Regions from separate parts of the Xenopus tropicalis genome. Here region 2 is linked to region 1. Evidence: chromatin contacts called from public Hi-C data. All regions are on one chromosome and are shown on one strand. Each heading gives the region's core, a stretch centred on a gene start, on an enhancer-like site or on the middle of the called end of the contact. The rest is flanking DNA. Distances are from core to core; before and after follow the strand shown. Region 1 holds the start of tle4 (transducin like enhancer of split 4). Region 2 holds the start of tle1 (transducin like enhancer of split 1).

Evidence for each region. A called contact is a pair of places that touch in the nucleus more often than the background predicts.
Region 2: a contact with region 1 is called in a Hi-C map of neurula embryo, with 6 times the contacts expected there. The contact joins the promoter of tle1 here to the promoter of tle4 in region 1. A contact is called at or near these places in 2 of 5 Hi-C or Micro-C datasets (brain and neurula embryo).

Annotation. Positions count from the first base shown.
Region 1 is chr1:133,016,265-133,018,964 of UCB_Xtro_10.0, forward strand. tle4 (transducin like enhancer of split 4) reads left to right here and starts at 1,330. Exons shown (of 20, transcript NM_001170501.1): 1 at 1,330-2,163. The coding sequence starts at 2,116. LOC105948580 (a long non-coding RNA gene) reads right to left here and starts at 1,079. Exons shown (of 3, transcript XR_001923945.2): 1 at 1-1,079.
Region 2 is chr1:133,480,174-133,482,873 of UCB_Xtro_10.0, forward strand. tle1 (transducin like enhancer of split 1) reads right to left here and starts at 1,445. Exons shown (of 20, transcript NM_001170503.1): 1 at 597-1,445. The coding sequence starts at 620.

The sequences.
Region 1 (2,700 bases), core at 80-2,579:
AACAGCTAATTAACCTATGTGGTTAATGAAAGGAAAGAGGAGCCCTAACTTACACCTGCTGTACCCTACAACCATAAAAGGTTCATAGGCATTTATATGTAATCGCAGATACAGGGTGCCTGAGCACCAGTGCATTAAAATGATAAGTATATTAGCACTTTATAAGCAGCACAGATACATCAAGCAAACAAAGAAAACATGATAAAACAACAACTTGCATTGCTTTCCATTTTTTTTGGGTCATTTAAATATGAATTAATTTGTTAGCATCCTTTATTACATCCCATGTGATAAGGAGCCGAGTGATGGGCTACGAATCGTATAAACACCCCCAAAAAAGCGCTGCCCAATGTACCATAGCCATACGGGGGAGCGCAATGAGGCGCAGAATTGCGTTTTGCATGTGGATGGAAGGCTCAGCCATCCGAAAGGCACATAGCGTCTGGAAATAGCATAGAACAGCTTTTCCCTCCACCCCCTCTTTTTCACAAGAAAATTATGCCAGCTCCACTGGTGCGTAAAATTGGTATGAGCCAAGGGAAGTGCTGTGTGCATCCACATCCCTCCCTTCACTTAGCAAAGCTGCACAAGGCTGCTCTTGTCTCTTTAAGGAGACATTGGCCCCTAATTAGCCAGCATTCCTTGATGTGGGTGATAGCTAACATAGGACAAGGGAGTAAAGGGAGGGAGGAGGCCGTGCGGTAATGTAAGAGAGTACAAGCTCTCCCTCCTCATGCCTCCATGCTTGTTTTCACCACAGATTGCCACACAGAGCAGCAGCGTCTCATCCACAAACTAGCAGCGAGCATCAGCCCCACGTTACTTTGATTGACAGCCGGACAAATGTTTCCCCTGTTCGAACGCTCGTTATGAGAAACTCCAACCCCAGTTCCCCATTACCACACCGCCCAAGGCGGAGTTCCAAGTGTCTCGCGTTCTGATTCGCTAATACCATGAGGGCAAAGAGGAGAAGAATGAATCGGATACGTTTTGACCCCACGTGGGGGAAAGCAAGTGACAGGGGCGTACTGCTCTATCGTCATTGGCTAGACTGACAATGATGGGCATCATTGGGAGAGTGGCGATTAACGTTCCTATGCTTTCTATTGGGTATCATGGACCCCGTCCGTGGCGTCCTTGGGCGGTACTAAGCGGCGCTAGGGTTCACGGGAATTGCTGTTTGTTTGCTCGTCTTTAAAGCGAACAGGAAACATTTCTGGACTACATCTCCCAGCAGGGCCAAGCGCTTTCGCCTCAATGTTGTGAATATGTATCAGAATGTTAATGATTTGCTGCTGCTAAATTTGGTCATAGAAGTCACCTACACAGATCGCGGTGTGGGAGCTGCTCGGAACGGCACTCTGGCTGCCTGGTTTATTTATTTATAATTTTGCTACCAAACCTTGGATTGTCTTTCTGGTTCCACAACCTACCCACCTCCTCTCCCCGCAACAAAAGTGCGCGGTTGTCGATCGGATGAGAGAGACGGAAGTGGGAAATCACCGGAGCTCGTCTGAAAGGAGAAAGCGAGTACGATAACCTGGTGGGGAAGAAGTAAGAGGTGTGCAAAGAGCAGCTAAAGAGGAAGCCCAGCGGGAGGGAACAGGGCCGGTCTGACTGACTGCATCTGCCCAGGAATAAGTTGGTGTCAGAGCGGGGCGCACCGTGGGAAGGGACTCGTCGGAAAGTTGCTGTGAGGAGGCTGCTGCTTTGTTTGTTTCACGGGAGCCTGGCTCTGGATCTCGGCTCTTTCGGGGCCCCTGGATTGGCCCCTGTTTCCTGGGGCAGGTCTCACCCCGTGGATCCCGGAGCGAGGGTGGAAAAGATTAAGGCGGCTTGCGGATAATGAGATTCCACGCGTGACAGCCGCTTCCTGTGGGATGTGTAAGGGTTCGGTCGGGGGAGCAGGTCTTGCCTGGGGCTGAGCTGCATTAGGCTTACTATTAACACAAGGAGTCCGGGGCTACAGCCTCAGTGAGCAGCACAATTAGCTGGATTCCAAGCCTCCACCCTCCCTTTGTGCTGGGGGCTCTTCCCACTCACCCCTCCCGTGGCCTCCTGCAATTAGTCCATGACCCTCAGTGCTCTGGGCCAGGAACCTCCCCAGCGGCTTGGATGATTCGAGACTTGAGCAAGATGTACCCCCAGACCAGGCACCCGGCGGTGAGTAGTTGGACAACACAGGATAGAAGCTGGGAGGGGAGGAGGAGGACACACACACACACACACTGTCATCTCCATTTCCTCCTCTTGACCTCCAGCTGTGGCCGAAGTGCAACTCCTTAAGAAAGGCTTTTGGGTGATGCTGGGAGTTGTAGTCTGGCTACAGTGGAGTGCTGCAGGTTGGCCATCTTCTAAACCCTTTAGTTGTGGTACTTCAAGGGTTGACAGCCCTGAATTTGTTTGTTTTGATTCTAAAAAAAAGAGCATGTTTAACCGCCTGCTCCCCCCCCCCCCCCCCCCCCCAATCCTGTCTCGGAATTAATGAATCCCTTCCCTCTTTTACACTTCCACGTAGGATACTCTTGTATTTAGCTCTCGCCAGTAGAAAAACATGTCAGCATGCAGGGGTGCTTGGGGTGTTTAGTTAACTGCTGGGGAGCCACACGGATTGCTACTCCAGTTCTGTACTCTGTCGTCCCCCCCTTTTTGTGACTTTCTAGCCTTTCTTTGTTCCCTGCCTTTCATTTGCAGTGTGTG
Region 2 (2,700 bases), core at 195-2,694, 460 kb after region 1:
CATTGCAGAGTGGGGAAAATTGGTTTTAAAACAAAGCAACACTGGAATAAACCAGTGTTAATGAATGGCACTAGCTTTTATACGTTAATGCTATAAACTTTAAGCAATATACTTAGTGCTTTTGAGTTTCTTTTCTCCAACCACAAGGGTTGAGTTTAAAGACAGCAGAGACAATGGTTCCCTTCCCCACTACACTGTCTAGGGGGCAGCAGACTGACATGGGGCGGTGATCTCCCCCACGTGGGGACACGGCCTACTCACAGGCCATCCGTGTAGATCAAACAAACGTACATAACATTTCATTTACACTAAAGATGAAACACTAAGTGGGGGGTGGGGGGCAAAAAAAAAAAACAAAGGATCCGAAAGCACCATCGAAATGAAACGAGGTACCACCACTGGCAGGAAGTAACTTGGTCCCTCCAGTTATGGGACTACATCTGGGGAGGATGCAGGGAGTTGTAGTGCAGCAACAAAAAGTGTTGAGGTGCTCTAGCAGCAGATCCAGCCCAGGACATGCAGGGCCCTTCAGCAGACACAAGGGGAGTGTGCGCAAGTACAAAGAGCAGGAGACAGAGCACAGGCACAGAACTCACCGGGTGCCTGCTTTGTGGAAACATGGCTCTCCCTGCCGCCGCCTTGCCCCTTGGAAGCTCAATTCTCGCCCGCTTGCTCGGAATCCCTGCCCAGGCGGATTGTTAGTGTCGGTGTGTCCTGCTGAATGGGGGAAGACAAGGAAGCGGGGGGTGGGGGGTAATGGGCCGCCCTACTACAGCAGCATCCTGCCGCCTCCTTTATTCTCCCGTCCTTTGTGTGAAGCTCCTTCCCAGCACCCCCGGTGAGCCCACTCGGCGCTGCCACACAGCAAACTTTCCCAGTCAACTTAGCAGGTTGGAGGGCTCCCCACCCCCTTCTGCACAGATCCCACAGCGAGGAGAATAAAAGCAGCCAGTGACCATGAGGTATAAATCCCCCGCAGCGCAAGTGCGCCTCCCGCAGGGCTCAGCAGCCCCAGGGCATTATGGTAAGGTGGTGATGGGAACAAAAGCCTCAGCACTCGGCGCTGCTTGGGAGCAGGATGTGGCCCCGGGAAACACCGGCAGGAACCAATAAATATCCAGATGGGGAAATCCTTTAGGAGACACGCACAATAAAAGCCCCCCTAGTTTGGTGCGCTTGTCAGCGGTTCCGGCTTCTGCTGTCTCCACACACAAGCGATGAACCCCCACACACAACAATCCCCAAAGTGATCCGCACAGCAAGCCCCGCACACTACAGTCCCGGAAAGTGCACGGGAAAGAGAAAGTGGCCCCTCCGTGTGGACGTGCAACGCCCGAGCAGTAGACGGCTATATCCTGCAGGCCGCGCCGAGCGGAAACTTGCAGCTGGCTAGGGCCGTTCGATGTCAGCTCACGGGACACAATGTCTCAGGCCGGCCTCGCCTCTCCACAACTGGTTACATTAACACGCGGTTTCACACTCCTCCAACTAACCAGAGCTCTGCCCCTCCCACACATTGAGAAGGCTATCCGCGCCGAAGCCAATCGCTTCTTCACAGTCCAACGTGGTATCCTGACGTCGCCTCAGTGTCCGAGCCAATAGAGACCTTCCCGTTGTCGTTCCTGCGGAAACCTTCCACCCGGGCTTCAGGGCGCCGCGGTGGACCAATCAGATTAATAGAGGGAGGGGCTGAATGGCAGGAAAAGTGGGAAGGGCGGCAGGATGGAGAAGTAGCTGTTCGGCTGTCAATCAAAGTAACGTGGGTTCTAGAGCGTCATGCAGCGTGTGTGTGTGTTTATAATGCTAAAATCTATGGGAGGATTTCTGTGGTAAGGCATGCTACGTGCTTCCATTTAGATGGGATGGGAGATGGCTGCGAGCTGCTTTCGTAATGTTCTTCGTGCCTCACCAAAGCAATTAAATATGTACTCGTCTTGGGAAGCAGCCACATGGGTGGCAAGCGCATAAAAAGTATTGGGGTCAGTGTATATATTGCCTTCTTTAGCTGCACTGGATGTCTCTAGAGTTATTCTTCTGTAGTGCTGCTAGGCTAATGTTGCCTCATTCGGTGTATGGGAACCTATATTTATTGCTTACTGTATTTAGTATTGATTCTTCTGTGGACTAAATAGTTCCACTAGGGGTCATTTACTGGCAGCACATTTGCACTTGGGCAATAACCCATAGCCAACAGTGATGATTAGCTATGTTCAGACAGCCGTAGGAACAATAATGGAAGCAAAAATTTGATTGGTTGCCAAGGGTTATTGCACCAGGGCAAATTTGCCCACCGTAAGTAAATGAGACCCATTGAGTTTAACCGATTCCTCAAACCTGGAAATGTAGCTAGTCACGTTGTATTTCATTTTTCACATGACATTGCTGGGTTGGGTAAAGTAAACATTTTAAAGGTTTGTTCACACTTCAGACTTTTTTTCCATTAAGGTGACCCTTGCCTCCATATATTATATACAGATGATAGGCAAGAGTCTGGCCCAGTCTGATTCGCTGGGTACACCATAGGTTCAGCTTAGAAAGTTCTCCGATACTTGAAATCAGACCTGATCTACTCGTGTGTGACCAAGGCTGGCTTATTGCAGCTAGATCTGCTTCATTGCTTAGGCCACCAATCAAGCACATCTTTACCTCGTTTGGTCACAGAAGTGGCAGGGCTTATCAGACTGATCTTGCTGTCAATTC